2 separate regions of the Sus scrofa genome follow, and region 1 is linked to region 2. The links are chromatin contacts, called in public Hi-C maps. All regions are on one chromosome and are shown on one strand. Each heading gives the region's core, a stretch centred on a gene start, on an enhancer-like site or on the middle of the called end of the contact. The rest is flanking DNA. Distances are from core to core; before and after follow the strand shown. Region 1 holds the start of SERTAD1 (SERTA domain-containing protein 1). Region 2 holds the start of DYRK1B (dual specificity tyrosine-phosphorylation-regulated kinase 1B).

Evidence for each region. Hi-C and Micro-C count contacts between places; a contact is called where the count stands out from the background.
Region 1: a contact with region 2 is called in a Hi-C map of heart right ventricle, with 2.4 times the contacts expected there. The contact joins the promoter of SERTAD1 here to the promoter of DYRK1B in region 2. A contact is called at or near these places in 1 of 5 promoter capture datasets (liver) and 1 of 47 Hi-C or Micro-C datasets (heart right ventricle).

What each region holds. Positions count from the first base shown.
Region 1 is chr6:48,698,456-48,705,724 of Sscrofa11.1, reverse strand. It overlaps SERTAD1 (SERTA domain-containing protein 1), which reads left to right and starts at 3,277. Exons shown (of 2, transcript XM_003355914.3): 1 at 3,277-3,450; 2 at 5,416-6,844. The coding sequence starts at 5,416. The coding sequence ends at 6,135.
Region 2 is chr6:48,310,717-48,317,619 of Sscrofa11.1, reverse strand. It overlaps DYRK1B (dual specificity tyrosine-phosphorylation-regulated kinase 1B), which reads left to right and starts at 3,097. Exons shown (of 12, transcript XM_021094374.1): 1 at 3,097-3,270; 2 at 5,308-5,471; 3 at 6,517-6,636; 4 at 6,733-6,903. The coding sequence starts at 5,409. It overlaps FBL (rRNA 2'-O-methyltransferase fibrillarin), which reads left to right. Exons shown (of 9, transcript XM_003355924.5): 6 at 337-469; 7 at 1,554-1,666; 8 at 2,480-2,625; 9 at 2,734-2,838. The coding sequence ends at 2,758.

The DNA of each region.
Region 1 (7,269 bases), core at 2,028-4,527, 390 kb before region 2:
CCGCATTTGTTCATCTTCCTGGGTCTTCTCATGCCACTCAGAATGAGAATAAAGGCCCATAGAATCTCTAAAGGGCTGAAAACTTCTTGACCTCCTACCTCCCTCCGGTCTAAGACAGCTAGCACCTCCCACCTCAGGGCCTTTGCACTGGTCCTTCCTTCTGGCTGGAACACTCTTCTTCCAGAGTTTTACTGTCTCTCTCGTTTCATCAGGTTTCTGCCAATGTCACCTCTTCAGAGAGCCCTCCACTACCATCAGCTCCCTGTCGCAACTGCACTCGCTTTCACTATTCTCCTGCTCAGCCTTTCACTTGTCACCTTCTAAGACATCAATAATTGCTTTATTACGTTTATCGTCCACCTACTCACAACCAGGGATTTTTTTCTTTTCTTTTCTTTTCTTTCTTTTTTCTTTTTTTTTTTTATGCTGCAGGGGCATGCAGAAGTTCTTGGGCCAGTGATGGAATCCGCACCACAGCAGTGACAAAACCAGGTCCTTAACTCTCTAGGCCACCAGGGAACTCCAAGAGTTATTGTTTATAATCCTACTGCCATAACTTCAGTGCCTAGAACACTGCCTAACACAGAAAATGCTCAATTAATTCTTTTCCATATTTCCTTTTTTTTTTTGTCTTTTGTCCTTTTAGGGCCGCAACACAGCATATGGAGATGCCCAGGCTAGGGGTCGAATCAGAGCTGTAGCCACTGGCCTACGCCAGAGCGACAGCAACACAGGATCCAAGCTGTGTCTGTGACCTACACCACAGTTCATGGCAACGCAGGATCCTTAACCCACTGAGCGAGGCCAGGGATTGAACCCCCCTCCTCATGGTTCCCAGTCAGATTCATTTCCACTGCGCCACGACGGGAACTCCTCCATATTTCTTTTCTTTCCACGCTGTCCCTTTATCCATGAGAAGAGAAACTCTGTGAGGTATAGCCAGTGATGTACCCTCATTGTTTACAACTGTACCTCAACACAGTAGGTGTTCAATACACATTAGTCAAACTCCTCAGACTCCTAGGAGCTCTTCTTCCCTGTATGACCTGGAAAGAGCCACCTGGAGACTCCTTTTTTACCAGGCCCAAAAAATAGGTTGTGAGAGAAATTATGTGAATTTGCCTAGCAGGGATCTTGTTGTAATTAGCATTTCACCTTTTTATTAGTAAAAATTTCGAGTACATAGAAGAGATGGGGAAAAAACCGCATGTATTCTGTGCACCTGAATATTCTCCCATCTAGATTTAACATTTTGTCTCCTTTATCTTCATTTGTGTATCTGTATACGTACTTTTTTTTTTCTGAACCAAAGGAGAGTAAATTGGAGACATTCTACCCCTAATATAGTAGTTCAGCAGGCATCTCTTTTTTTTTTTTTTTTTTTTTTTGTCTTTTTGCCATTTCTTGGGCTGCTCCCACGGCATATGGAGGTTCCCAGGCTAGGGGTCGAATCGGAGCTGTAGCCACCGGCCTACGCCAGAGCCCCAGCAACGCGGGATCTAAGCCGCGTCTGCAACCTACACCACAGCTCACGGCAACGCCGGATCGTTAACCCACTGAGCAAGGGCAGGGACCAAACCCGCAACTTCCTGGTTCCTAGTCGGATTCGTTAACCACTGCGCCACGATGGGAACTCCAGGCATCTCTTTAGATTAAGGATGCTCACTTATTAATCCATTTCACATCTAAGAGAATTTAAAATTCCGCGATATCATCTAGTATCCAGTCTATGTTCAAATTTCCTCAATTTTCTCAAGAATATCTCTCATAGGAGTTTCTGCCCACCCCAGCCCCCAATCATGATTGAATGCAGATTCAGATGCCTATTTGGTTTTAATAAAGAAATTATATAGTCTCTGGTATTCTGAAATATCTACCTCCCCCAATCCCTTCTTGTGTTTTCTTGAAGTTGAATTTCTGATAGGATAACCCTGTGGTGCTGTAGGCAGCCTACATTGTGTATTTGCCTGATTGCCTTCGTGTTTAATTTTTCACTCTCTGTTCCCTAGAAATTGGAGTTGGATCTAGACACTTGAGATTGAGCATCCATTGATAATCGCTGTCTGAATCAACCAGTCTAGTTAGCATTTTTGATGGCTTACTTTGGTCAAGGGCTTTATTCACAAACAGTTCTTCCCATAGGGCCTGAAGAGTTAGCAAACGAGCTACTGAAGAAGGTAAGACCCATTGTCAGTTTAGCCAACAAGTATAAAACTGCTGTCTACCTTCATCCCATCCGGCGTGTCTCCCCTTGAACTGTGCTATTACCACAACAGCCATTACTACGAAAGGACACGTTGTCACACACCACTTCCAACGTTTTGCACCAATTGTTTTTTAATCCTTAAAACAACCCTCTGGAGTTCCCGTCGTGGCGCAGTGGTTAACGAATCCGACTAGGAACCATGAGGTTGCGGGTTCGATCCCTGCCCTTGCTCAGTGGGTTAACGATCCAGCGTTGCCGTGAGCTGTGGTGTAGGTTGCAGACGCGGCTCGGATCCTGCGTTGCTGTGGCTCTGGCGTAGGCCAGTGGCTACAGCTCCGATTCGACCCCTAGCCTGGGAACCTCCATATGCCCAAGAAATAGCAACAACAACAACAAAAGACAAAAAAAAAAAAAAAAAAAAAAAAAACAACCCTCTGAGCCAGATGCTATTTGTCTGATTTTAGAGGTGGGGAAACGGAGATGCTCCTAAGAAACTAAAACATTTGTGCAAAGTCACACAGCTACTTAGGGAAGGGAGCCCAAGAAGGGGCTCCAGGGACATCCCACCCCTCCCTTCCTAGTTCCTGTAACCACAATTGAGTACACCTGCCCAGCATCTGTAGCGTCTGATATAGTGCTTTTACAGAGACGACCTTATTTTAATTTTACTAACTCTCAAGAGCTAGGCAAGAAGATCTCCCATTTAACAGACTCAGAGATGTCAAGCGTCTTTCCAAGTTCTCGCATCGAGTGAGAATTTGAACCCCGGGTCTATCTGGCTTAGAGTGTAGACCCCTGTTGGGGCTGGGTGAGTAAGAAGTTCAACTGCTGGAATTGGCGGGGCCGGGGGTAGGTGTGAGGGGGCAGCACAAGGAGAGACACAAACGCCACCCTCTACCGTCCCACAGGGCAAAGAGCCACCCCACCTTCTCTCCCCGGTTCCTTCACGAAGCTGCCCGGACATGCGCCCTGAAGACCACTTCCCCTCCTTTCGAACCTGCCCCCTATAGGCCCCGCCCATCGCCATCTAGGACCAATCCCTGAGTGGAGGGCGGGGCCTCCAGGGGAGTGGGCGGTAGCTAAGAGGAGTGGAGAGCCTGAAGTCGTGCGCTGGAGTCAGAACTCCGTCTCTCAAGCCAGGCTCCGGTTGCTGGAGGAGAGTGAGCGAGCAATGCTGCCGCCACCGCTTCCTGATTGGCTGCGGGTGGCTCCCTCTTCGTCCTGATTGGCAGTTTGTGAGCTGGGTATGTAAATGAAGGGAAGAAACCAGGGGAAAGAAGGGGTACTGGCCGCGGGGTCCTTTGGCAGGTTCGATCCCTGCGTCCGGCAGGTGCGAACCAGGGCTGTCTGGAATCGAGACGCACGGGCCTCTAAGGGCCGTCCGCCCCGGCCGGGCCGGGTGAATCACGCCGCAGCCCGGGAAGGGGGCGGAGGCGCCGGCTCTCTGGCTCCGGCTGTGTGACTCACCCGCCCCCGCCGCCGCCGCTTCGGGAGGAGTCGCCTCCACTGCCTTCCGGAAGCGAGCGGAGGCCGAGAGAGCAGAACAGCTCTCTGGGTATTCCGGCTCGCACGGTCCCGGGCGGCTGGCAGGAACGTTCACGTCCCGCGCGGCAGCATAAAGGGTCCGGGGGGGTCTGAGGAGCCGGAGTCCCCGGAAGAAAGCCGTCCTGGGGCCGCTAGGGGGCGCCGGAACACGGGGGAGGAGTCGGGGGTGGGGGCTGAATTCCTGCGGTTCCGGACTCCCGGGTCGGCTGGGAAGGAAGAGAGGACCCAGTTTTGAGTAGTGTGAGCGGTCCGTCTTAAAGTCCTGCTAGGCAAGGATCCCAGTACCCACTGTACCCTGCAGGCTGCCCGATTTAAAAAATCAGGTTGGGCCAGGGCACCACCCCGGGCAAAGTGTGGGTTCTCAAACTTCTCTCGGTGACCCCTGTGCCTATCAGGATTGTCCGGCAAGCTCTGTCCATTCTGCCTCTCAAATAAATCCTGAATCGACCAACTTCCTTCCATGGCCACTACCGCCTTTTACTCCCAAGTCACCATCATCGCCCACCCCAAGCCTCCAATGGATCGCAGTGCCACACTCTTCCAGCCTCCCTCCCTGTCCCTGCTCCCCAAAGCAGCCTAGGGGATCTTCTGGAAACCTAATCAGTCCACAACGCGACTCTCTTCCCTGCTCAGAACTCTTCAGTGACTGCCCACCACACTCACAATAAACTCCAAGCTCCTTGCCTCTGCCTCCTCTCCAACTCGCTCTTCTCCCTCCCTGCCCCCATGTCGCCCTGTGTACTGACCTCAGAGTTTTTTTTCAGTTCAAGCTGTTCCAGCCTCTAAGACTTTCTTTGCCTTTGCGGTTGTCCTTTATTCCCGGAATGCCTTCCCCCAGGTTCTTCCATGGCTACTTCCTTCTCATACTTAAGGGCTCATTTCAAATGTCACCTCAACATGCCACAGGCCCAGCCAACAAACAAACAAAGATTGTCAAAGTCACCTCGGAGGGGGAGCCTTCCCTGACTATGCTCAGATCCTTTTGGTATCTTCCTAGCACCTTCTAACACTTCCTGTATTTGTTTATGTATTGGTTGTCTGATACTATTAGTAGGCACCCCAATAAATATTAGATTAAAGCACGTGAAACAGCTGCCTCGCAGGTTAAAAGAAAGTTTAGACTATTGGACATTTTACATGTTTCACTGAAGAAATAAATAATAGTTATATTAATAGTATTATTTATGGGAGTTATTGTATACGTATTCACTGTTGTAAGTTCTTTTCGTATCTCACTTATTCCTTAAAACACCTCTAGGGGAGTTTCTGTCATGGCTCAGGGGTAACAAACCCAACTCTTATCCATGAGGATGAGGGTTCCCTCCTGGGCCTCGCTCAGTGGGTAAGGATCCAGGGTTGCTGTGACCTGTGGTGTAGGTCACAAATGAGGCTCGGATCCCGCATTGCTGTGGATGTGGCCAGCAGCTACAGCTCCAATTCAATACCTACCCTGGGAACTCCCATATAATGCTGGTGTGGCCCTAAAAAGACCAAAACCAAACAAACAAAACCTCTTGGAAATAGATACAAATATCATTCATATTCTAAAGTTTCCCTAAGAAAGGCTAAGGTCAGAGAGGTTAAGTGATTTGCCCAAGATCACACAGCAGTTGTCAGAACTTCACGTTGGCTTTCCATAACTGACTGACTGTCCTTCCTTGCAGATGATGCTGAGCAAGGGCCTGAAGCGAAAGCGGGAGGAGGAGGAGGAGGAGGAGAAGGAAGCCCTGGCAGTTGACGCCTGGTGGCTGGATTCTGGCCACCCAGCAGTGGCACAGGCACCCCAGTCGGTGGCCTCCAGTTCCCTCTTCGACCTTTCGGTGCTCAAGCTCCATCACAGCCTGCGGCAGAGTGAGCCGGACCTGCGGCACCTGGTGCTGGTTGTGAACACGCTACGGCGAATCCAGGCGTCCATGGCACCCGCGGCTGCTCTGCCACCTGTGCCCACCCCGCCTACATCCCCTGGTGTGGTGGACAACCTGCTGACCAGCTCGGACGCCGCCCTCTCGGCCTCCATGGCCAGCCTCCTGGAGGACCTCAGCCATATTGAGGGCCTGAGTCAGGCCCCCCAGCCCCTGGTAGATGAGGGGCCACCAGGCCGCCCCACTGGGGGAGCCCCACCCAGCCTGGGTGCCTTGGACCTACTGGGCCCGGCCACTGGCTGTCTGCTGGACGATGGGCTTGAGGGCCTGTTTGAGGACATTGACACCTCCATGTATGACAGTGAACTTTGGGCACCAGCCTCTGAGGGCCACAAATCCAGCCCGGAGGGTGGGCCAGGCAAGGAGGAAGCTCCAGAGCTGGACGAGGCCGAGCTGGACTACCTCATGGACGTGCTGGTAGGCACACAGGCACTGGAGCGGCCACCAGGGCCGGGGCGCTGACCCCCAGGGATGGAGTGGTGAGCTGGTGTCGAAACTGAGCCTGGTGGCTGGACCAACTCTCCTTAAAGACACAGCCGGCTTCCCTAGAGAGGGACTTTGGAGAGAAGGAATCCTGTCCTGGGCAAGTTTACCTCCACCCTCCATCCCCTTCACTTATGGCCGATGGGGGGAGTCTGGGATGGGCTCCTGTGATGAAATGCCAGGACCTGGTGGCTGGAATGTGATTGGACCAGGCCCAGTGTTGAATTCCCAGAGGTCAAAGCCTAGTATCCCTTTTCACTGATGTGGGAAGAGACCCCAACCAGTTCTGTGAAATTAAAGCCGGTCCTGGGAAGTCTCAAATCTGTGTACTGCTTTGTTTCTGGGCTAAGGCGAGGGTAAGATAATAACCTATAACATGGATCAAGCGTGGACTGCACACCCAACCCCAGCACCGTTCTAAGCCCTTGATGTGTGTTAACTCATTTAATCCTCATAACCAGAGGGGCATTATTATTATCCCCATTACACAGCTGGGAAAATTGAGGCTCCAAGAGGTCCTCTCTTGAAGAGCTAGGTTTCAAACTGTACTGCTTTTTGGTCTGAGAAGTAGACCAGTTGGGTCTGGTAACTGGTCCCCTTAGAAGACTCCTGGAATATACTCAGCCAGGTCTCCCTGATGTGCCTGTGTGTGTACGTAACAGAGGTGGCGGCAGCAGGGGAGAAGCCCCAGGCCACTGATTAAAAATGAAATCTGGTCCTTGTCTGGAATCTACTTCTGTGTCTTGGGGCCTGGGGGTGGGAGCAGAAGGGACCTTTCAGAATGAGCCAGAAATTCAAGCACAAACGCTGGAGGCTGGATGGAGTCTCTGAGGGCCAGCTCTCCAGGAAAATGGTGAAAAAACCAAGAAGACCAGCGACTTTTGAACCAAATCCACTCCCAGGTCTCCAGTCTCTCTTTGGGCAGGGGATAAGGGAGCCTGGAAGCTGATTCCGCAATAAAGCCACCGGAGGTTGGTGCTGACTTTATTTCGGAACGGCAGGCGAACCTGCTTTCCTTCCAGAAGAAGCGCAGGCCCCGGCGAGCGGGGGCCACCTGCCTGACAGCCTGTGCGGCAGGGCTGGCCTGAGCGCCGGCTGTCTGCGCCGCCCCCG
Region 2 (6,903 bases), core at 1,848-4,347:
CTCTGGAAAATAGAGTCATTGTGAAAATAAGTGAGTTAATTCCTATTATGTGCCTAAAGCAGTGCCTGGCCCATTAAATATTCTTAGCTATTACGACGTCCTGGTTTTAAGCCTACATTGGAGGCCTGGGCCCTCAGATCTGACCAAGTCGGATTGAATAACCCTTAGCCCATGATTTCACATCTTCTAGACCTCAGTGTGTTCATCTGTAAAGTGATAATAAATCATTAAATGATAGGGATTTGAAGAGATGTGTACAATATGTGACCCCCAAATAGGCACTCCAGCCGTGAGAACTTAGTATCGTTATTTTTGTTTGCTTTTGCTTTGTTTTAGGACGGTCTGGTCTATGCAGTTGAGTTCTCCCACCGTTCCGGCCGTGACCTCATTAACCTGGCCAAGAAGAGGACCAACATCATTCCCGTCATCGAAGATGCTCGGCACCCGCACAAATACCGCATGCTCATCGGTGAGGGGCCCAGGGCTTGGCCCTGGTGGGGGTAGGACAGGTCGCTCCAGGTTTCCTGGATGCGGCCTCCAGAGCCCTGATTTGGATGGAATTGGAGTGGATGCACAGGCCTCTCGAGTCTACAGGAATGGAAAGGGTGGAGAGAGCCCGGTGAGGCTGTGGAGGTGGCCGTCCCACTTCATGTGTCTGGTACCCTCGGAGGGCCCTCCCCCCCAGGAACCCTCCCCCGTCCTTCCTGCCTCCCTCCAAAACACGGTACCTTTCACACTGCCCCCGGCTTGTGTGTAACCTCCTCCTTCAGAGGTCCTCACCCTCCTCTGGGGAGATCATACCCCAGAAAGCACAACTGAGCGTGGCCTGGCCCAGAGGAGCCCGCTGTGAATGTCAATGACCTTGGTTTTTAAAAAAAAAAAAAAAAAAAAAAAAAAAATGCAAAAATTCAGAAGCATAGTGTAAAAATGGAGTGCCTTATAAACCACCCCCAGAGGTAACCGATATGAACATTTGATGTCTGCTTTTCCTGGTTTTTGAAAGTCAGTTTTCATTGCACCATCTTTTCCATTTTTTTTTTTTTTTTTTTTTTTTTTTGACCCACACTGCCTTAAAAATACTGCTTGCATCATCCCCCTGGTTTTTCTTTCTGTGAGTTTTTCCCCGGTGCCTTCATGCCATACCCCTTAGCCTGTGGCTTGTTTTTGTGTGACAGTCCTGCAGACTCTCTTGCCTGTACGTGCTCACCTTTACTTGCCTTTTTGATGACGTGTCTGTCTCCCCCCCAGACCCGGGAGCGTCTCGAGGGCAGGGTCCGGGTCTGACTCGTCTCTCTGTCCCCCACGCCCAGCCCGGGGCTGGCCACAGAGTAGGTGGCAACATGGTTTATAAGAGGAATGAGTGAACGGTGTGATTGAGGGTTTTTTTGGCCCATCTTGGGGGCACTGTGGAGGGAGGGGGATCAATGGGGGGAAGTGAGACTGGAAGCAGGGAGGACTCTGCCCGGAACCTGCTGGTGATGGGGCACAGGCCCCGGGGAGGAGCTGGGACGATCCTGTGGATCCAGCTTGTAAGTGTTACTTCTTTCTCCTAGCGATGGTGGATGTGATCTTTGCTGACGTGGCCCAGCCAGACCAGACTCGGATTGTAGCCCTGAATGCTCACACCTTCCTACGCAATGGAGGACACTTTGTGATCTCCATTAAGGTGCGGGGCATAGAGGAGTCTAAGATGGGGTGGCAGTATCTTCTCTCTATACCTGCCATGTAGCCAGTTAAAACTCGGGCGGGGGCGGGGGGGGGCTTCCCTCCGTCCTAATCCAGTCAGTGTGTTCCCTACCCAGCTCCCTATAAACCACCCAATCAAATAGCAAGTAATGAAAAATGTCTGCAAAACTAAAAACCTTAGGATTTAAAGAGGCAGTAGACCGTCGTGGTTCAGTGCGTGATCCCCACGTATGAGTTTGAATCCCAGTGTGTGTCTTTGAGCAGGTGACCTATATATTATGCCTGTTGCTTCACTTGTGAAATAGCAATGTTAGTCCTAACTCTTTTAGGGTTGATGTAAGGACTAAATTTCTCAATATATGTATGGAGTGTTTAGCCAAGAACCTGGTATAAATACCAGATAAATGCTAGGTACATTTTTAAAAACGTTTTATTTTGAAATACAGAGACCTCTCCAGTGTACTTTCAACCAGATTGAGCCTTTCCTAACCACTTGCTGCATTTGTTTTAGTAATCTCAGCTGCATTATTGCGATTGTTAAAGAGGAAATGGGGGCGGGGAGGGGGGGAAACCAGAGTGGAAATTTTAAACACTTGCCTTTAGATAAATAGAGCTCTGCTGAAGCCTTCCTGTTTCAAACCCAAACTACTTAAAAACTTACCTAACAAAGTCTTTCCCTACATTTCCAAAGCCTATTTTCCAACTTAAAAATTCTACTGGTTTGAAAGAGCACAACAAAGGGAAAACAGCCCCAAACCCTTGCTGCAGACTTCAGACCCTTTTTCTTCTTCAGGCCAACTGCATTGACTCCACAGCCTCTGCTGAGGCCGTGTTTGCCTCTGAAGTGAAAAAGATGCAGCAGGAGAACATGAAGCCCCAGGAGCAGCTGACCCTAGAGCCGTACGAAAGAGACCACGCTGTGGTCGTGGGTGTGTACAGGTAAGCAGGGGGCCCAGTAATCCACCAGAGCCGGGAGTCTCAATACTAGTTAGGAGTACCCCAAAGTGCTTGTAAGTTCTGAGTCCCCGCATCTGTTTCCTCTCACAGACCACCCCCCAAGGTGAAGAACTGAAGCCCAGTGCCATCTGGATCGCGAGAGACTGTGTTGCTACTGTTACACGCGTGTTTTTCTATTAAAAGACTTATGCGTCCTTCTTGTTTGCCGCTGATTGCTTGGCGACCGCTCTTAACGGGGCGCATGCGCCCTTGGTCTACTTGCGTGGTGGGGGCGGGCACTCTCCCGGTGGCACCGCGCGTGCTCGTTTCTTAGCGGGCTCTTACGCAGCCGTAACTTGGATTTCGGCGCTTGGGCGGGGTTCATAGCTTGCTGTGCTGGGAGACCAGTAAGCGCCTCCGAGCGCAGGCGCAGAGTGTTGCCCTGGGTCACGTGAGGAGAAACAGCTTGGGGGGGTGGGGGCGGAGTCCAGGGCGGGGGGGCCGGTTTGTTGTGGTCGCCATTTTGCTGGTTGCATTACTGGGTAATCGGGGCCCTGGCTCGCCGCGTCCGCCGGATACTTTCAGCCAGTGGGCAGGTCTGAGCTCGGGCTTCCCGAGCAGTTTGAGTTCCCTTGCTCGCGGCCTCAGGTAACAACGCGGCTATGGACGGAGCGGCACGCGCTCGCGGGGAGGAGGGTAGTACGGGACCCGCCCTGCCTGCGTCGCCGCGAGACTTAGCACGAGGCCGAGGGAGGAGAGGAGGGGGACGGCAGGCAGGTGCAGGCCTTGCCTGGCTATTCATAGTTGGATTCCTGGAAGGGGCCGAGCCCGAGCGGAGAGAGCTGTCTCGGGAGGGAAGCTGGGAGGGGGTAGCGGGGCCCCGCTCCCGCCCTTTGTTTGGGCTCGGCTCCGCCGGCCGCATCGTCGTCGCCTAGCAACAGCTGTCCTGGACTGTGATTGGTTGAGCTCTTGGCAGTAGTGACCAATGGCACGGTTGTTGCCATGGTAGGTGTGGACTGCCAGGTTCGGTCCAGCCCCGCCCGCCGGGTTCCCCCTGGCCGGGGCGGGCCCCCAGGGTGGAGGGCGGGACGCCGGGGTCCCCGGGGGCAGGTGGCTGCGCTGGGCGGGGCCGGCGGGGCGAGGGTTAACCCGCCCCTCCCCCGTCCACCTGCTTTCCCCTTCCCCCGCTTGCCCCGGGCTGACCCTCGTCTCCTCCTCTCCCCGCCCCCAGCGGCGGCGGCTGCTGTTGTCACCCACCCGGCCGCCTGTCCCGCTTGCCCTCCCCGCCGCGGGGCTTGCCGGGCCGGCCGGGCCGGGACAGGCGGCCGTCTTCTCACCACCGCTACCGCCGCCATGCTGGCCGCTCGCCCACACCACTGGGGGCCCCACCGCGCCCCAGCCCCCCGTGGGCCCCGCGCCAGCCCTGACCCGGGTAGGGGGCGGAGGCTGGGAGAGGGTCCTGGTGTGGGAGGGCCCCTCTGGTGGGGAAGAGGTTTTGTGGGGGAGCTCCAAGAGAGAGGGATCGTGGAGTGCAAGGCTTGACATAGGAGAAAAGGAATGACATGGGAGAAGGCCCGTGACGAGAGGATTTTGGTGTGGCAGATATTGTGGAAGGGGAGAACTCTGTAATATTTGGGAAATTTGGCCGCGGGGGCCTTCTAGGAATGGGCACCGTTGTGGATTGACCCTGGTGTAGAGAAGTGACTGGAGAAAGAGCCCTGACAGAAATACTGGTTGGGGAGGTTGAGGGTAGGATCCATGTAGGAGAGAGAAGGACGATCGGTGGGAAGAGACGCCTCCCCCTTGTTTCCATCCGAAGGAGTGGGGCCTTGATTGGGAGGGGGACCTTGGAATAATCTGGGAAGGGGGAGCCAGGCTGTGACATGGGGGAACCAAAATATGGTTTGACAAATTACATGAGGGGCAGTCCCCGATGGGAGAAAAGATAGGGAAGAAGTCTTGACAGATCTGGGGAGGGGCTCCTGGGAAGGGTGTGCCGGGTGAGAACGCCATAGGGGTAGGACTCTTAGGAAGAGGTCCTCAGATAACCTTGGTGTGGGCAGGAGGTCCCTGAGGACCCTGATCCCCAGGGCCTGCAGAGGATTCTGCTGTGGTTTGGAGGGGGCCCAGAAGACTCAAGTGGTTTGGGAGGATTCCGACTCCAGAGTTCTTTGGATTGGGGGACCTACTGGGAAGGGTAGATTTCGAGATGGAAGGACCTTGCTGGGACGAGATCCTGACATTCAGGGAAGGACTCCAGGAGGGCAGGATCATGTGTGAGGGGCCCTGGGGAGGGCGGTGAGCAGAAATGGGAAGGAGAGTGAACCCTACCGCTCTGCTGTCTGTGGTTTCTCTCTTCTCTTCCCCCCCCCCCCCAATTATTGGTGTCTTTCTGTCCTTTCCTGTCATGGCCCATATCCCTGCCTGGCTCCCAATCATTCCCTTTTCCACGTTCCTCTCTGCCGCCTTCTTCATTTACTTTGTAACCACTTGAGGGGACCCGCTCTGCCTCCCACCTCCACTTCTCTCTTCCCCTTTTTTTATTGCCACCTGTTGCTCTGTTGTATCCTTTTCTTCTTCCCTTTGTGCCCTGCCTTCTTCTTCATGTCCCCCTCTCTCCTTCCTGGCACTGTCCCACACATCCCCTTGTTCCATGTTGTTCCCCTGCCTCCCGCCCGCTCTCAGGTCTCAGCGGCGGTGGCAGCCGAGGTGCAGGATGCGAGAAGGCGCCCCCCGGCCGGGCTCCCGCTCCAGGCCTCGCTCCCCTGCGGCCCTCTGAGCCCACCATGGCCGTCCCACCGGGCCATGGTCCCTTCTCTGGCTTCCCGGGGCCCCAGGAGCACACGCAGGTACGCGTTCACCTGGCTCCTCACCTGCCTGGGGTCGGGGGAGGCTGGGATAGGAGTCTTGGAGCCAAAAAGATGGTACGCTGTCTAGGACAATCTCTGGGGTCCATGAAGGGTGCCAAGGGAGTGGAAGATATAGAGGAGTTGCTGGCAGTCGAGGTTTGGAGAGCCTGAGTTCAAATCCTGGCCCGGGGGGTCGTGTTACTTAGGTAGGTTCTCCCTGCTTCAGTTTCCACTTCTGTCAAATGCAGCCTATAATTACACTTGCCTCCCACGGTTATTGTGTGGCTTGAACACGTTAATGAAATGCAGTTGGAAATGCTCTGAACAGTATCTGGCACATAGTAAATACTCAATAAATGTTCACCAAAGGGAAAAAAAGTCCAGAGAGGAAGATCTAGAGGGGGTAAAAGAGGAGGAGGGTTGAGCCTAAAGGGTCTTGGAGTCAGCAGGGCCTGGGGATGCAGGTCGGGAGCTTCAGGGGTAGAGACTGTTAGGTTTTGAACCGTAGAATCTGAAGCGGGTTGGAGCGGGAGGTCCAGGGTGCTGGATCCAGATCCAAGACCCTTAGGATGAAAAACTGGGCAGAGCTGCACAGGGTGGAGGGTGAGGGTTGGGATGGCCCCAGGGAATGAGGGTAAAGCAAGATAGGGGCCCTCAAGGGGGAATGCCCAGAAGGGGTGGTTCCAGGTGAAGGACTGGGCGGGCAGAGCCCCAGGTTTCTCTCAGATCTCCCCCACGGAGGTTTAGGAAAGAGCGAAAGGGATGGGATGAAAGGTCCGGGGTAAACCGTTCACTCCGTCCCTCTCTGAGCAAATTTCTAATGAACATCTGTGTGCCAGGCCCTGTTCCAGACACGGGACATAAAGCAAGAAGGAGATCAAGTCTCTGTCCTTGGGGAGTTTCCATTCTAGCGGGGTGGTCAGACCATGACCACATGGTCCTGCCTGTGGTCACGAGGAACCAGCTGCCCAGATAGGGCTCCCGCTTGAGGTCGGAGGGGAAGGCCTGGCCTCAGTGCCCACCTGGCCCCCCGCCCTCCCCCCAGGTACTGCCTGATGTGCGGCTGCTGCCGCGGAGGTTGCCCCTGGCCTTCCGAGACGCGACCTCGGCCCCGCTGCGCAAGCTCTCCGTGGACCTCATCAAGACCTACAAGCACATCAATGAGGTGGGCGGGGTGGGGGCCCGGGCTGGGTGCGGAGGGGTCCTGGCCTGCCAGCACAGGCCGCTCACCAGTCCGCATCTCCTGGCCGGTCCCCGGCAGGTTTACTATGCGAAGAAGAAGCGGCGGGCCCAGCAGGCGCCACCTCAGGACTCGAGCACCAAGAAGGAGAAAAAGGTCCTGAACCACGGTTACGACGACGACAACCATGACTACATCGTGCGCAGTGGCGAGCGCTGGCTGGAGCGCTACGAAATCGACTCCCTCATTGGC